Linked DNA regions of Mus musculus: all the other regions are linked to region 3. The links are chromatin contacts, called in public promoter capture Hi-C maps. All regions are on one chromosome and are shown on one strand. The core of a region is the stretch at or near the end of the contact, and the rest is flanking DNA. Distances in the headings are between cores, read along the strand shown. Region 1 holds the start of Rps6kb2 (ribosomal protein S6 kinase, polypeptide 2). Region 2 holds the start of 9430078G10Rik (transcription initiation factor TFIID subunit 4). Region 3 holds the start of Peli3 (pellino 3). Region 4 holds the start of Ap5b1 (adaptor-related protein complex 5, beta 1 subunit). Region 5 holds the start of Sipa1 (signal-induced proliferation associated gene 1). Region 6 holds the start of Tmem134 (transmembrane protein 134).

Region 1 (2,700 bases), core at 142-2,641, 780 kb before region 3:
GCATCCTGGGCTTCTATTCACAGAATGCCAACAGTACTGCCTGTCCTCATGAGTCCTGACAATCAAAGCTTGCCATATGTGCCCTAGCAGGCCAGCTTCTTCCATCCAAGAATTACTCCAAAATCGTATGTATGACAATAGATGCTAAGTCAGCAAGTGTCAAGATAAGGACTGTCTTTATCATGTTTCCGGCTGTCTTCCCGAGACCTGGCACAGGCTGATGGGGATGGCAGCTACTCTGTCTCTGCTGGCTAAGCGAGTGACTCACCTTCCTTAAGACCTTCATGGCATATATTTTTCCCAAGTTGGTGCCTTGCACTTTTCTCACCTGGAACACCTGTAGGGCAGGGGAGACAGGATTAACTTCTCTGACCACACCCCACCTTCAAGGTTGCCCCACCCTAAAGGGACCAAAAGGTCTAAACTCAGCTTAAGGGTGGAACAGTAAAGATCTCCATCAGATTTTGAAAGGATATGCCCTTCCTTCCCCCAGGTCTCCAGCTCTGAATTCCATCAGAGACTCCGTACATTTACAAGCCTATTGGGTGTGAAGGATAGTATGCTGTCTCAGGCTAGAGCTGAGGTCGCCAGGGAGAGAGGGATGTTAGTACCTTGCCATAGCCCCCCTTGCCCAGTACACTCAGTAGCTCAAAGCAGTGGGGCCCGATGCGCTCAGGACCCAGGTTCACGCTGCTCTCTGTCAGCTCTACTTCTTCATAGTGTCCCACTGTCCTAAAGACAGAATAAGTTAATGAGGGAAAGGCTCTAGTGTACTCCAAGTCCCGACCCCTACTCCATACCCCCACCCCCCAAGCAAGACCCTCACTCACTCCAGGCCAGCAGCCCTTAATTCGCCAAGGGGACACACGTCCTGTGAGAAACCAAGTAATAAGAACCATGGGAGGTGCCAGAATACCTCCTCCCAACCTAGGCTCAACTGCTTGGCCCAGGGGAGAGGACCAAGGATAGAAGACAGGAGCAGGGATGGGGAAAGGTTGGGAAGGAGAGACCAAGGATAGAAAAGGAAAGATTGGGTCCAGGGGCTGGGGCTGGGGTTGGGGTTGGGGCTGGATCTGGGTTTGTAGGGGTCACAAACCACTCAGAGTTGGGAGCGCCAGGGTTTTGGTTAACCAGCCGGGCTCCCGGGTCCAGTCGCGCCCGGAGAGAAACACTCACCGCAGGGCTGAACTCCGGTTCGCCCTCGCCCTCGCTCCCTTCCTCGGTCTCCAAGTCTAAATCAAATACGGCCGCCATGGCCCCGCCGGTCCCGCGGGACCCTTGGCCCGGACCAGGCAGAACTCTGACTGACAGCACCGGGCTGTGCCTACGTCATTTCTCCGCGACAGCAGCCGCTCGCTCTGTTGACGCAATAGCTTCACCCACTCTCAAGTCGAGTGGGAAGAAAAGATGGCGCCTGTCGGAAAGCCTCTCGGGAGTCGTAGTTCCAGACATCTGGACCTCCCATCCTGCAAGCCTTATGAATAGAATAGGCTTTACTAGACCATCTTCCTTGTCGGTTTCTCCTGGGCCAGCTCTCGCCCCGAGCCGCGCGCACAGAGGCTCCCATTTTGACTCTGGAGCAAGTTCAAGATTTAATGGGCAGAATTACAGATGCATGAACGTTTAAGTGGCAACTCCTCAGCCCTTCTTAGTGCTGTGAGCTGCCCAGAAAGAAAACTTGTGTCTGTTCGGTTGTATTAGGGGACAGTAAGCTGTATTAGGGACACTCCATACAACCTCCCTGAAGCTCACAGACCCTGCAGGTCTGACATTTTCTGGGCGACTGCCTGGGCTTTGTTTCAAGGCTCCCTTTCTGAAGGGCTCAACACACCTAAATATGGACTTTTGCTAATGTATGCATACCGAGTATTTGAGCTGCCTAGTTCAGAATAGATATTTTAATAGAATATAGTTGAAAGGATGGATGAGAACTGGCGAGATGGTTCAGCGGGTAAAATCACTTGCCATACAAATGGCAAGTGACTGCTGGGGTTCGATCCCAAACGAAGCCTGTCCATTTCTATTGGAGTCTGTCTGGATAGCTTTTCCATTGCACACGGGATGCCCACTGAGGTATAGGATATGAACTCAGATGAACAAAATTTAGGGGTATCCAGGTCTGCAGAGGGATTACTGCCTGAATATGATTTAGGATTATAATTCAAGAAAAAAAAATCTCAAACATACATGTAGATATAAGGTAAGCCCGTAGCAAAGGTCAACCCTGGGGCCCAGCCAATGGGGTGCTTTCTACCTCTCCCTCCCACTTCCCAGCTCCCCACCTACTGAACCTGGGAGGGGAGCACTAGCTAAAACACTGGACTCCGGATACTTCACTAGTTAACAAGTCTTTATTTAGGTAGGCAGGTTTCAGGAGCTGTCCTCGGCTCCTGAGCAAAGACAGGTGTTTTCAGAGTAGCTAGCTCCCTAAAATGAGGAAAGGTGTACACAGAAGTCCCAGGGCCAAGCTAGCTAGGAATGCCAGAGGCCAAAGCAACAAAGCTGGTAGAGATCGTGTGTGGTGTATGGGAGGCAGGTGTTTAGGAGTCTGAGTGCTGCCTATAAATGAAGATAGAAAGGAGAGAGGACCTGGAGGCTAACTGAGCGTTTAAAACAGTAAACAGAGAAGGTTGGCCTTGGCATTCTGTCTACATCCACTATAATAGGAACTTGGAGGCAGTCTTTTTTTTTTTTTCTCTC
Region 2 (2,700 bases), core at 153-2,652, 550 kb before region 3:
AACTTAATTAGATTTACTACAATGCCACTATTGCAAAGTTAGGAATCTTTGTCTCATTACAATCCACAAAATCCTTTGATTTTCAGAACTGCAATGATTTCTCTAAAACTTAAGACTTTAACTCCACTGCCAAACACTATAAATTAAGGTTCTAACTACCTGACCAAAAAAAAAAAAAAAAAAACACCCCAAAAAACAAAACCAAAAAAAAAACCAAGTGAGATATCAATATATTTTCACCCCTCCTCTGGTACACAGAAAAGCCATCTAAAATAATTTTTTCCAAAAGGAGGGAATTGAAAATACTAACCAATCTCTGGCTGTACCGAATCCTTTCTTCTTCAGGTTCCATCTCTCACTCTTCTGATGGAAGTACAGTAAAGAAACCACTCCAGGGATGCCTTCCTCTTCCTAAGGATCCAAATTTACAAAGGAAATGAAGAGAAATAAGAACTCATTATGGAACTTATACCTCCCCTTCTCATTAAGTTAAAGACTCTGAGAATCCTTTATCCTCTTGGGCAAATGGTGCCATGTCTTGTCAATATTAATCACATCACAACTATAAAATAAGACCTAAGCAAAAGGAGACTTTGGTTTCAGTTCCTTAGGACCAGCCACATCATTTGTTTCTGCTCATGGGATTGCAACTAGCAAAATTCTTCCTGCTAACATTAGCAATAGATAGATAAAGAGATAGATAGATAGAGGGGACTGGAGACATGGCTCAGTGCTTAACAGCACTGCTGCTTTTCAAGAGGATCCGAGTTCAATTCTCAACAACCACATGGCAGGTCACTGTCTGATTCCAGTTCTAAGGGACCCTTACACAGATATAATGCAGGTGAAAAGGCTCAGGACTTTTACTTCTCTTCTTCTGTATGTTTGCTGGTGTGTGTGTGTGTTTAAGTTTTGTTGTTTTGAGACAGGATCTCTCTACATAGCCCTGGTGGTCTTGGAACTACAACATAGACCAACCAGGCTTGCCTCCAACTTACAAGAGACCCGACTGCCTCTGCTTGCCCAGTGCTGGCAAAGGTGTGCAGCACCAAACCCAGGAAGGACTTTTATTTCTAAAGTGCTGAATGGCCAGGTGAAGGTGAAGTACACACAAAACTAAGCCAGACCCTAAACCAGTGAGTTCTCAAACAGGTAATAACAAATTATAAGCAAAACGGGGAGGTTACTTTCATTAAAAAAAAAAAAAAAGAGGGCAAGAAAAATTTGGTTTTACAGAAAGACTTCAAACCAATGTCCCATATCCTTCTAGTAAGGAACTGCCTTCCCCAAACTACCATCCACCTCAAGGTGGACAACTACAGAACAAATTTGAGAGTTGCAAACGGAGGCAAAAATACCATCTAATCTAGATGAGTAAATAATAAATGAAACGTCTCGATATATGGATACGGGTGAAACATCCATTAAATAAAGGCCGGTTGGCACGTCAATCAATCCACAACACCAAGCAAGGGTTTTCGTTTTTCTAAATATCTTTCTCCAGAATAATGGCTTCTAATTGGATATACAAATGTTTTTTTTCTCTCTTGTAAATATAATACGGCCACGTTAACAAAATCCTTTCAGAGGACCCGATGACATAGTTTGCGAGAGCAGTTCGTGGCACTGCCCTCCTCGGCCTCGGTCGCGAGGGACACAGTCTGCACCCCAGGGCCGGACAGCAAAGCGGTAAACCTCGACTGCTCCCCTAGGGAAAAGGCGTTCTGTGGCTCACCCCTTGCAAAGAAATAAAAACTTTACATTAAGTCTTTAGATAAGACCGGGAACCAAACTTCCCAGGGCGGGGGAGGGGGGAGGGGAAATCTCACCGAGGATTTTGTTCTTGAGTTCTTGTCCAAGAGAGAAGTAAAATTCCAAACACAGACAAAATAAAATCCCAAACGTCGTCTTCGGTATTTCTGTGTATTAACCCAGTATCCAGAGAAGGGTCAGAGCGACCCGGAAAAGAGGAAACAGTTACTGAATCAAACCTCCTCTTCTGGCTTTTACAGACTCCGCGTCCGAGGCGTCAGGGAAGCAAGACCACTCGGCTACTCCCCCAAGCTGGCGGTCAGCAGCCCCAGCCCGAGACCCGGGTCAACCGGGCCGCGGGAAACACCCTCCTCTCGGTACCCTCAGCCGGCCACAGCCGCTACCGAAGCCCAGGAACCGCGGCCGATCAGCTGAGACCCGCCCGGCCGACGCTCCCCGCGCCGCCCGGCCCCCCGGAACGCGGGCCCCGGCCCCGGGGGGCGGAGAGGGCGGGAGCAGCGAAGCGCCCTGACCGGGGGCCTTCGGCTGCCTTTGCGTCGTCCCCTGAGCCGGGGCTCCGCGCTGCGGGACGATCCCCCGTACACCCCCAGCTACTCCCCAGTAGCAGAGGAGGGACTCCGGGGGATGGGCCCCCTGACGTTGCCCTTCCACGCGAAGAGCCCACTGCCCGGGAGGGAAACAACCGCGACGGGCCCGGGAACTGGAAAGGTGCTCTGCGGCCCGCCGCCGCCGCCGCCGCCGCTGCCGGGGAGGGGTGTTGTTTCCCTCACACAGGAGGATCCGCTGAAGCAGCCGCCGCCATTTTGAACCCGTCAGATTCTCACATACACACAGCTCCTCCGGCCTCACTGCGCAGGCGCCCTCTCTTCACCACCACCCCCTCCCTCCCGTCGCCTCTCCACCCCCACCTCTTTCGAGCCTCCCTGC
Region 3 (2,744 bases), core at 47-2,546:
TCGCCTGCCAGTGCTTCTTCACCAGGACAAGACAGGATGCAAGAGCCCTGGCTCCCCGGGTGCTGGAGGTCTGAGGTCCGGGGGGATCCCACGTCAGGGTTTCCTTCCAGCACCATTCTGAGCACAGTGGGAGAAGAGAAAAGAACCTTGCAACTTCCCACCCCAGCTCCTCTCAGGCTCTGGCTAGACACAAGGCAAGAATGGTCCGTCAACACTTGTTATTATAACTACTTCCTTTCCCCCAAATGGTGAGGTTGCTGGGATACCAAGGAGGGAGACTGGTGAGACAAGACCAAGAAACAAATGGCAAAATCAGAGTCAGAGTGTTTGGTCGGTTAGAGCAATATACCAACTTTGGATGGAATGTGTTTGGCAGAGGGGCAGCCAGGACTTAAGAGACCTCTAGACTCAGACTTAATTCCTGGCTTAAGCTCTTAACCCCAAGACCTCAGTTAAGCTCTCTGTCAGGTTCTTGGGTGTCTGTCTTCATTCTAATCTTATTGCCCTTTTTGCAGCAGGTCTAGGCCTCTGTCAGTCTGTCTGTTCTCAATGACTCTCTGTCCTCCCAGCACGTCCTTTTCTGCCTGTTCTCGCCCCACTCCGGTCCCTACTTCTATCCTTCCTCTATCTGTCTGCCTTTGTCTTACCACCCACCTGACTCAGTCTCCCTATCTTAGCCTGGCAATGCAGGCAGGCCTCCAGATCCCTCCCTCCCTCAGGTGTCTGTCTGTGGTCCTCAGGCCGCTTAGGTCTCTGGAGGCCTGTGGGGGCGGCGCTCCCCAGTCGGGCACCTCCTGCAGCAGAGTCAGTCGCCCGCAGGCTGTTAACAGCCCCAACGTTGGAAGGTCTGCGCAGAGGCAGGCCTGCACCCCGTGCTCGGGAAGGGCACAATGACAGCATACGCAGATACACACCAGGCGGCCCCTCACAAATACGCGCGCGCACGCTGTCAGTCCCGCGGGCAGTGCCTAGACTGGCACAGCATACCCAAGAACTCCTACGGCAGAGACGCGCCTCCGCGCTAACAGCCACAGGCGCCAGCCCTCAGACCCGCTCTCTTAACCCCGCCACCCCCAGATACTCAAACACGCCCCCAACGCACGCCCAACACAGCCCCCCGCCCCCCACCTCGCCAGCCTCACCTGGCGGCGTTCTGGGGCTCTCTGTGTGCTGCTGGCCCCCACCCGCCTCACCTCTACTGCGCCCCGGGACTGCCGCGGCGGGATGGGCCCGGCCCGCGGCTGCTCGGTGCAGCCTCGTCACGGGGACACCCGAGGCCCGGAGGAGGGAGGGATGTGCACACAAACCTCCACGCCCCACCCCTTGCCCCACGCCCCGCCCCGGCTCCGCCCCTAGAGGCCCCACCTTACCCCGAGGCTCCGCCTCCTGCGGCTTAAGCCTGGCTGTAGTCTGGGAAGCCAAAGAGGTTGTCTACAAGACCCCTCTCTTATTCCAGGCTCCGGACACCTCACCCTCATTCTGGGGTCTTCTAGGTTCTCCCCGAGACCGGAGCCTCCTTTCACACAGTAATCTAGAGGCTCCTTTTCCCAACCTAAGACTAGCGACTGCCCACCCGCTGCTCCAAGACCCCGCCTCCTTTATGGGGAAATCTCGGAATTACAGAGAAGCCCAGAGCAAACAGAGGGAAGGAAACTACTAGAAGAGGCGGAGGAAGGTGCATCACCCGTGGAGGCTGAGGAAAGCCACTGCGGTTGTCTCGAGTGCAGATCTGTCTTTCAGTTCAGCGCGACCACTTTCTCTCTGTGCAACAATCAGTGAGCTCTGGCCTCCTTGGTGTCCAGAGACATGAATCACTGACCTCCCCTCCCAACAGCATGCTTCTATCCTTTGCAAAGCCTCAAAGGAAAGCCCACTTTGGGGTGCTCGGTCCCTCAGGGCCACAGGCTTTCTTCTGTCAGTACCAGGCTCTCTGGGTTGAATTTGGGCAAATTAAGTCCTGTAATCCTTGGAAGGCGGGTACGATAATTGTGGCCTGTCACCCCTGTCCCCGATGCCACAAAACAGATTTACAGAAATGGCTTGCTACAAAGGAACCAAGAGAGGATCTGGCCCATGGCTTCATACACCTTGATAAACACTTTACCACTTACCAACATCTCCAGCCCTTGAACGACTCATTATTTTTTTTATATTAAATCTATTTTCATGTATATGAGTATTTTGCTTCCGTGTATGGTTGTGCACCACTTGTATGCCTACCTGGTGCCAACAGAGGCCAGAAACTCGAATTCTCTGGGACTGGAGTTACAAACAGTTGTGAGCCACCATGCCAGTGCTAAGTATCAAACCCAGAGCTGGGCAGTGGTGGCGCAAGCCTTTAATCCCAGCACTTGGGAGGCAGAGGCAGGCGGATTTCTGAGTTCAAGGCCAGCCTGGTCTACAGAGTGAGTTACAGGACAGCCAGGACTATACAGAGAAACCCTGTCTAATAATAATAATAATAATAATAATAATAATAATAATAATAAAAACCCAGGCTCTCTGAAAGAGCAAGCAGCCATTGCACTTAGCCACTGAGCCATCTCTAGTCCCCTTACTTTGTTTGCTTGTTTGTTAGTTTTGAGAGTCTCACTGTATACCCCTGAATGGCCTGGAGCTCACCATGTACATCATCAGACTAGCCTCCAAAAAGCTGGAGTTAAAAGCAAGGGCCGCCAAACCTGATGAACTCCTGACTTTGAAAGCTGCCATGAACTAGAGATGGACTCAGTTGTGCAACTACC
Region 4 (2,762 bases), core at 54-2,553, 620 kb after region 3:
TCACTCCCAATTTATAGATGGGGAAACTGAGGCACCTAGAGGGAAGTGGTTTAGAGCTGTCGCCTGTGAGTCAGCTGTGGAGCCAGAGCCCAGAAGAGCAGAGACCAGGTCTTCTAGCTCCCCGTGCCTCCCCCAACGCCCCCATGTCTCCATTCTCTCTTCTTCTACCCTTGTTCTGGGGGCCCAGGCAGTCTTCTTTTTAGGACCCTACCTCACCACTCTCATCTGCAGCCAGGTCAGGATAAGGGGCTAGGAAGGAACTTGGGCCACCCAAAGGGACAAAGACAAAGAAATAGCCAGAGGCTAGCAATGGGGGCTCAGGTGTTTCATCTTCAAAGTGGCTAGCAGGAGGCTTTATAGGACGGTGAGTATGAGATTTGGACGACAGAAGGTCTGAGCCCCTGAAACTAGCGGGCCAGTGAGCACCCACAGCCTGGGACTCGCCAACAAGCCCAGATACAGTCCTCTGGACTCTAGTAGGTAGCGTGTGTACTACTTGGCCAGAAGTCTGGCAGCCCGGCCGTTGTCTTCTCAAGCCTTGGTTTCTCGGTTCATATTAGGTGTGTTACGAGCTGAGTGACCCTCCAGGCCCCGCCAACACGCACACCTAGAGTCAGGATCCCGTTGTGTTTCGGCTTCGCTGCGTCTTAAGGTCCCGCCCTGCTCGCTCTACTCTAGCGCGCCCGACCCCTGTAGGCAATCCGTGCGACTTCGGGCAAAGGTCAGCAGCTACCATCCGGCTGCGACCCTGGCCCCGGGTCCTCGCCTCCAAGCAGAGCGAGGTGGTCCCCCCCAGCACCCCCGACGCCAGGTCAGCGTTGAGGACGCCAAGCCAAGCCCTGCGGCGCCGGTTCGACCGGTCCCGCAGTGACCCACGCCTTGCTCTTCCTGCTCTGCCCTGGGACTGCGCCTCGCGCGCCACCCAGCGGCCGCCCGAAGACCCGCATTCAAGCAGCCGGGCCAAGCGCGCAGTCACCGGGCCCGGGCGGGAGGACTGGGGGACGCGCTGGCCGCCTTCCCGATCTGCCCAAGCCGCTGTTCTGCTCCAGGGCCTGGGAACGCAGTTCCATCGGGGAGCGGACCGGGAGCCCGGCCCACCAAACCCCGCCCCTGCCCGTGCCTGCGGCAGTTTCGGGGCAGGGGGCCTGCACGGCGAGACAGTTACTCAGACCTGGCGAAACCGGCGAGTCGGCACCTGCCGGCCTGGCGGGCGTGGCAGGCGGAGGCTCCGTTACGCCCCGCCCCCGGGCTCGCCCCGTCCCGGCCGCCCACGCGCCGAGCGCCGCGCCCCGCCCCGGCCCGCGCCGCCAGCCTGCCAGCCCGGAAGGAGCCGACCGAGCGCCCGCGGCAGCTGACTCAAGCGGTGAGAGAGGCCGACCCGTTACCACGGGCGCCAGGGGCGCGAGCGACGCTGTGGTTTCGATGCCCTTCGTAGGCGGGAGGCTTAATGAGCTCTCCGCACGCACCTTCTGGGCACCCCCACCCCGATCCTGCGGGTCCTATCCTGCAGGGGCCCGGGCTGTTGCTTCCGGCATTATCTCCGAAGCCTCCAGAGTTCATCTCGGGACCTAGGCATTGGGGGGCGGGGAGGGGTCTGCAAGACGGCCCTAGGGTAACAGCAGCCCCTCGGGAAGGTGGAGGACCTGGGCGCCCTCTAGTGGCCGTAAAGGCCTGCGCGTCGTCCTCGCCTCGGTGTCTGATGCTCTCTTCCCTTTACAGAGAAGTGGATGACTGACCATGGGGCCCCTAGGTCGAGAAGCCTGGGCCCAGCGCCTGGGGGCCTTCCGAGCCAGCCCATCCGCCTTTCTGGCAGGTGCCGAAGGTGAGGATTTGGGTCGCGACCTGTTGAGTGACCTAAGGAGTGAAAAGCTAAGCGAGCAGACCAAGGTAGGTCCTGCCCGTGTGCCCTGCCGTGGTCCATATGGTTGCTTCATACTACCGCATGCTGAACTCAACGAGTTCCTCTTAAATCCCCCATCTCAGGTTTCCTTACTGACACTGAGCTTGGAGTACTCTGATAAACTTTGGCCTGATGCACCTGCCGCGGAGGCTGCTGCCACTTCCCTGTTGGACACGCTTGTCCTCCTGCCCACAAGACCTTCAGCTCTCCGGAGGCTCCTGTTGTTGGCAGCCACTACAGCCCTGGTGTCAGGAGATGCTCTCGGACCCACTTCGGGAGCTTCCTGCCGGCTTCTGCCCTTACTTCTTGGCTTAGCTTCAGGCCGAGACTTGGGACGAAGCTTTGGAACCCCTTCAGAACAGCGCCATCTACAGGCCACAGCCTGTGAATGCCTTGGAGAACTTGAGCGCTGTAAGCCTGGGCTGCTGGCCGGCGCCCTGGGGATGCTGCGGAGCCTCCCAGGGCAAACAGGTCCCATCCAGCCTGTCAGCCTGCTTCTGGCCCTTGTTCTACACGACACCTTGGTGGTACAGTCCAGGTCTGGGGCTGGCCTGCAAGGCCTGCTGGTGGCTGAGGACTTCTCCACTGGGAGTTGTCCCTGGGACTGGACCCTGGCTGAGGAATGGGATGCCCATCTTAAGCCCCAGGGGCCCAGCTGGCCCACAGCTGGGGAGGAGGAGCGTGGCTTTCCGGTTCTAGAGCCCAGCCCCGAGGACGCCCGAGAGCTGAAGGCTGCCGTGGCCCAGCTTCTGGACACTTCCTATCTGCTCACTCCTGTGGCTCAGGCTCAACTTCTGTGGCTGTTGGGCTGGGCCCTCCGGGGTCTTCGGGGACAGCCACCAGTGCTTTTCAAGCCACAGCT
Region 5 (2,700 bases), core at 118-2,617, 720 kb after region 3:
TGCTCGACCCTCAAAGGGGTCCCAGCACACAGGTTGAGAACTGCTGCTTCTGGACTTGTCAGAGCTGCACCTGCCTACTCTGCCCGTGTGCGTAGGAGTAAGGCAGCCTTGTGAGGGGAGACGGGAGAGGCTCAAGGTCTCACAGGATGTAAGGCTGAAACACCCAAGGCCCCAGGGACCTACTAAGTGCGGAAATGTGGTGAAGCTACACTAGGCAGGTGCAAAAGGTGTGAGAAGGCCGAGCCTACCTCGGCGTGAGCTAGGAATGGAGCCAACAGCTGGGGCAGGGGCAGGCCTCCATTAGTACTTTTTTTTGCATCATCCAGTGGCATCAAGGGGGCCAGGCTGGGAGGGGACAGGGAGCAGCTCCACGGTGCCCCTCAGCTGGGTCTCCAGAACCAAACAAGAGCAGACCTCCTCAGGGTCTTCCTGTCTGTCTGTCTGTCTTCTAGGATAAGCTCTGATGCTGCACTTCATGAGTTCTTTGAAGACTCCTTGGAAACTGAAAGGTGAAGCCAACTATGTCCGTGTGTGAACTGTGCAGGCCCCAGGTCCATAGACCAAGCTGTGGGCACAGACTGAGGCCGCAGTGCCGGGAGGAGCCCTGGGAATGTGTGCAGCCCAGTCCAGGAGCTCCCTCTTGTTCTGGCCCTGCCTTAAGGGGTGTACTTGGGCTCTGCCCCCCACCCCTCATCTTCACACAAGGTCCATTGAGGCCAGGACATTCCTTGCAGCCTGTGTCACTGAGGGGGGAAAAGGGGGGTGCCCCGCCCCCACAGATCCGGAAGGCCTGGCTGCCCCAGGAGGAGGCGCTGGATGCTTCCCAGCACATCTGGAGGTCGTGACCCTATTTCTGTTGCCAGGGAGTGCTGCAGATGTTTCCTCCCAGGCCAGACTCAGGATTGCAAAGGCTGGGAAAGAGGTCACACTGGGAAAAGGGGAGCCCCAGAATAGGGGGAGCCCCACACACTCAGCAGCAGGAGCAGCTGCCAGCATTGCTGAGAAAAGTCCAGAACCAATGAATCCACTCAGTGGAGCTCTGAATCTGCTCATGCAGAGGAGGGAGTGGGAGCTGCCAGCAGGAGACAGAACACTGGACGTGCTGACTCGGGGCTGGACTGGGGCAGGAGGTTGGGTGGGGTACGTGTAGCGAAAGCAGCCAATAGTCCCGTTCCTCCCCACACTACAAGGGTTCACGTCCAGGCTACTTTGTTGGGTATCCAGCCCGAACCTGGTGCCTCCCGATCCCTGATCCCGCCAGTACCTCTCGGGCTCAAGCTGGCCACCGCTGCCTTCCGCACCAAGGTCCCGCTGCCTGCTCACACCGCTCCCGGCGCCTCCGCTCCGCCTGGGGGCGGGGCCAGGATGGAGGCGGTACGTAGTGGAGGGGCGGGACTACCCGGGAGCTGTCTAAGGCGGGAAGCACAGTGGGTGGGGACCTCCGACAGGAACCTAGGCAGCCCCGGACAGCCTGAAGTTCTCTGTCCCAGCCTTCAGCTGCTCTTTTAACTCCCGGTCCTAGCCCAGTCAGTGACTTCACCGAGAAATGGGAACAAATGTACCTGCCTTCCAGACCAATTGGAGCGCTAGAGGCCACTTAGTGTCCTGCTGTGGCTCAGCAGACAGCAGGTATTAGGGCCAGAAACTATTTCACTCTTTAAGGGCTGGGCCAAGCTAGATAACTGATCTACACAGGCTACCATTTATGCAATGGCGAACACCATTAAATCCAGCACTCTGAAGGCAGAGGCAGGTGGATCTGAGGTCAAGGCCAGCCTGATGTACATAGGGAGTACATAGTAAGCCCCTGTCTCAAAAACGAAATAGAATCCTTTCTATTCACCTGTTATTTTCTTTAAGCTTGGAACAAATGAGGTTGAGCAGTCTTTGATCAAGATCAAGGCTGATGGATGTGTGAGCCACCTGGGCATAGAGGACTGCTTGAAAAGCAGAGGCTCAGCTCTCTCCTTTATCCTCTCACTTCTTTCTCCTCTTCCCTTTGTCTTTTCTCTCCTTTCTCTTTCTTCTTCTCTAGCCTTCCCCGTCCCCACACACTCTCTCTCTCTACCTTTTCTCTTCCCCCCTGCATTTCTATAATAAAGCTCTTAAACCATTAAAAAAAAAAAAAAAAAAAGAAAGGCAGAGGCAGGTGAGGAAGGCAGCCCATCCCACCTCATGTCTGCCTGGAGCCCAGCAGTCTGACCCCTTATCCCTCACACTCTTCTGACTTCAGCCTCCCTGCCTCCGGCACCTCTACCAACCTCACCTCGTCCCACAGAAAATAAAACTGCCAACCAAAATCAAAAATAGTGTTATTAATTTGGTGTCTCTGAAGCACAGAAAAAAAAAGAAAGAAAAATGACAAAAGAACGAATGAACCCACCCTTGCCACATATCGGGCCCCAGGTCCAGGCTAAGGAGGCCAGCCTTGGGGGCAGTGCAGGCCCCAGAGGCAAAGTCAGTCCTGGCCATGGGCTCCAATGAGGGACCAGCCCATGGGTTTGGCTCTTAGGGCCTGGCTAGGAGGCTGCTGCCTCAGTTTGGGATCCAGGCCACGGATCAGGGAGAGAAGTCTAGGTCACTGAGTTGTGACACTGAAGTAGCCAGATATCAGGGTGCAGACACCAGAGCCAAAGCCAATCAGTTCTGTAGTCCAGCAGAGTCCGAGTTACTGAGTCCCGGGATGCGATCCAGCAGAGG
Region 6 (2,795 bases), core at 191-2,690, 820 kb before region 3:
AGGAGACAACAGTGATGTGTGCATGAGGCCAACCTCAGCCTGACTGCTGCGGAGCTGAGTGTTGGAAGCCCAAATGGTACCACGCCTACAGCTCATAGAAACAGCAAACAAGATGCATGTGGAAACCATTAGCACTGAGTGGAAAAATGGAAAAATGTAAACAACAGAATGCACTTGATACAGGAGCCCATGTTTGTACACTGCAAACACATCCATACAGAAGACAATGCCACGTAAGAGCCAGGCTGGGTTGAAACTCAGTGAGGCCAGGTCTTGGGAGAAGAAGGGGAGGGGAGGAAGATGGGGATGGAGGGAATGGGGGGGGGGGAATGAATGACCACAACTAGAGAGGAGCCTCTTTAACCATAAAATGAGAAGTTGGGTTGACTCAGTTCTTTATGGGAGATCATAAAATGTGAGGGCGGTTGGACGTGGAGGAGGGCAAACACTTTGTAAGCTAGAAAGATATGGGTTCAAATTTCAGACGTAGCACTTTGACAAACTGCCACCGATATTTACTATTATTTATACATCTATTCAGTTCCAAACACTCCTGAGCACTGAAGAGAAAGCAGTACTATAAAAGCTAAGGCAAAAAGATCAGGAATTCAAGGCCAGAGTGAGCTAAATAGGGAGCTCCTCTTCCAAGAAAACCAAAAAAAAAAAAGAAAAAAAGATAGAAGGGAATGCAGACTCAGTGCTAGAAAGATTGTTTTTTAATCACTTTAGCTGCCCCATGTATTCTGAATTGGAGAAAACAATATAAGCTCTGAGCCTCAGTGTCCACATCTGAAAAATGACAAGGACACCCCTCCATTGGAAGCTGTGGTGAGTAGGATGGAGGAACAGGTCCAAGAGTTTCTATGGCACTGGAGTGCGGACTGGAATCCAGGCTACCTCATGAGGTTTGAGCTGCTGGGCAGAGAAAGCAACCACACACACACCTCACACCCCTGGGCAGAGAAAGCAACCACACACACACACACACACACACACACACACACCACGCAACCACACACACACCTCACACCCCTGGGCAGAGAAAGCAACCACACACACACACACACACACACACCACACACACCCCGTCACACACACACACACACACACACACACACACACACCACACACACCCCGTCACACACACACACACACACACCACACACACCCCGTCCCTCCGTCCCCCCTCCTCCCCTCCCCCCTCCCTTACAAGCACAAGCTTAGATCGGTCCTGGTCACAGCCGGGGCTGTCGCTCACCAAGGGAACCTCTGGGGGGCGCCGCGAGTCCCGCTACCCGCGAGACTCTGACGCGATCCCGAAGCAACTCTGCATTCTGCTGCTCAGGCCTGCAGAGGAGGAGCGGGCAAGGGCGGGGCGGTTGTAGAGGGCAGATCTTCGCTCCCAGGGAGACGGGGCGGGCCCTGTGAGGGCGGGCCCTGTTTGGTGGGCGGGGCCGTGGCGGGCTCAAATGGCGGCGGCGCTGGGCGCCTAGGCCGGCGGGGGCCATGAGCGCCGCCCGGCCCCCAGTTTAGCATCGATGATGCCTTCGAGCTGACCCTGGAGGACGCGGGGCCTGAGCCCGAGTCCAGCGGGGTCGCCCGCTTCGGGCCGCTGCACTTCGAACGCCGGGCTCGGTTCGAGGTGGCTGATGAAGACAAGCAGTCCCGGCTACGCTACCAGGTGAACGGCCCTGCTCGTCTCACCCTCTTGTCCAGGATAGGGCGGAACCCCAGGCCGGGCCCCGGAGAATTCTAACTCCGGAGCCTCTGCCTAGAGACCCCAGCGGAGCGGAAAATTGTCCCCTAGACGTGTCTGCTCATCCAGATTTATGTCCTTGCCCTCTGAGCTCTGAGTTCGGTTCCAGTGCAGCTGTGGAGAGCCGGAAACTCGGACTAGGAACCCAGGCCTTAGCAACAGTGTAGAACCCACCTGTCTTGAAGACTGACACCCCAATATCACTCCGAGGAGTTTGGGGAGTACTTCCAATCTGAACCAGACCTTGTCGATATTTACAGCATCCCTTGAGCCCCAGATCACGTGACCTATGGAGCCTCCGCATCCCCTCTGCTTTGAGAATCACCCTAAAAGTGGAGGTCCCCACACATGATGTGTTTGCCCATCTCTTCATACTAAACCACACCATAAATCATTGTCTCAGGTAGCTTCCCCCAACCCTATCGTTCTTTAGGACGTAAGACCCAGAGGCCTGTGCTATGCTATACCAAATCCAAAGTCTCTATGTTGGGTCCCTGAAAAATCCTGAGAGCCTCATTTGAGTGGTCACCTGCTCCTGGGATCCATGCTGGCAGCCCACCCCTGCTGGATTCTGTGCTGAAGCCCCCAACAGCCACCTACTTCCTACCCAGGTTTTGGTTTCTGAATCATCAAACCGGTTCCGCTGGGAGGGCAGGGAGAGGCAGGAGAGCAGCTGCCAGATGTGCCAGGCAGAAGCTGTCAGGCTGCCTTTCTCCTCCCCCCAGAGGGCAGTGGAAAGGCCCATTCCTGAAGCTTATCTGAACCTTATGTCCTGTAACAGAACCTGGAAAATGATGAGGACGGAGCCCAGGCCTCTCCGGAGCCGGATGGGGGAGTCAGCACCAGGTCAGGGCCAGGTGGGGACCCACCCTTCTTATCCCAGGCCCCGTGTCTCAGGCTCCTGTCTGCAAGGACCTGCCCAGTCCCAACCAGATGCACTTACCTGTCTTACAGGGATTCCTAGCCCTGCTTCTCTCATGGGATCTGCTGTCCAGCTGGGTCACCTTACCCCAGTGCCCCGGTCCTCCACCTTATCAAT

Evidence for each region. Promoter capture Hi-C pulls out the DNA fragments that hold promoters and counts their contacts.
Region 1: a contact with region 3 is called in a promoter capture Hi-C map of second pharyngeal arch cranial neural crest. A contact is called at or near these places in 3 of 39 promoter capture datasets (cranial neural crest, liver and second pharyngeal arch cranial neural crest) and 1 of 130 datasets of targeted methods (bone marrow-derived macrophages).
Region 2: a contact with region 3 is called in a promoter capture Hi-C map of hippocampal neurons, with 4 times the contacts expected there. A contact is called at or near these places in 1 of 39 promoter capture datasets (hippocampal neurons), 1 of 484 Hi-C or Micro-C datasets (embryonic stem cells) and 3 of 130 datasets of targeted methods (embryonic stem cells, fetal liver and large pre-B cells).
Region 4: a contact with region 3 is called in a promoter capture Hi-C map of liver, with 4 times the contacts expected there. A contact is called at or near these places in 2 of 39 promoter capture datasets (both in liver).
Region 5: a contact with region 3 is called in a promoter capture Hi-C map of the SN4741 cell line, with 4 times the contacts expected there. A contact is called at or near these places in 2 of 39 promoter capture datasets (the SN4741 cell line and liver).
Region 6: a contact with region 3 is called in a promoter capture Hi-C map of second pharyngeal arch cranial neural crest. A contact is called at or near these places in 1 of 39 promoter capture datasets (second pharyngeal arch cranial neural crest) and 1 of 130 datasets of targeted methods (pancreatic cancer cells).

The regions. Positions count from the first base shown.
Region 1 is chr19:4,161,992-4,164,691 of GRCm38.p6, forward strand. Rps6kb2 (ribosomal protein S6 kinase, polypeptide 2) reads right to left here and starts at 1,392. Exons shown (of 15, transcript NM_021485.3): 1 at 1,177-1,392; 2 at 831-871; 3 at 612-732; 4 at 269-337. The coding sequence starts at 1,254. Carns1 (carnosine synthase 1) reads right to left here. Exons shown (of 10, transcript NM_134148.2): 10 at 2,333-2,700.
Region 2 is chr19:4,394,482-4,397,181 of GRCm38.p6, forward strand. 9430078G10Rik (transcription initiation factor TFIID subunit 4) reads left to right here and starts at 1,403. Exons shown (of 3, transcript XM_030251152.1): 1 at 1,403-1,412; 2 at 1,849-2,700. The coding sequence starts at 1,403. Kdm2a (lysine (K)-specific demethylase 2A) reads right to left here and starts at 2,596. Exons shown (of 21, transcript NM_001001984.2): 1 at 1,830-2,596; 2 at 311-411. The coding sequence starts at 352.
Region 3 is chr19:4,941,796-4,944,539 of GRCm38.p6, forward strand. It overlaps Peli3 (pellino 3), which reads right to left and starts at 1,297. Exons shown (of 7, transcript NM_172835.3): 1 at 1,143-1,297; 2 at 1-117. The coding sequence starts at 116.
Region 4 is chr19:5,566,721-5,569,482 of GRCm38.p6, forward strand. Ap5b1 (adaptor-related protein complex 5, beta 1 subunit) reads left to right here and starts at 1,304. Exons shown (of 3, transcript NM_001362046.1): 1 at 1,304-1,363; 2 at 1,720-1,887; 3 at 1,984-2,762. The coding sequence starts at 1,738.
Region 5 is chr19:5,662,340-5,665,039 of GRCm38.p6, forward strand. It overlaps Sipa1 (signal-induced proliferation associated gene 1), which reads right to left and starts at 1,368. Exons shown (of 17, transcript NM_001164480.1): 1 at 1,265-1,368. Pcnx3 (pecanex homolog 3) reads right to left here. Exons shown (of 35, transcript NM_144868.3): 35 at 2,296-2,700.
Region 6 is chr19:4,124,520-4,127,314 of GRCm38.p6, forward strand. Tmem134 (transmembrane protein 134) reads left to right here and starts at 1,441. Exons shown (of 8, transcript NM_001078649.1): 1 at 1,441-1,521; 2 at 1,523-1,681; 3 at 2,538-2,602. The coding sequence starts at 1,507. It also overlaps a transcript of Aip not described here.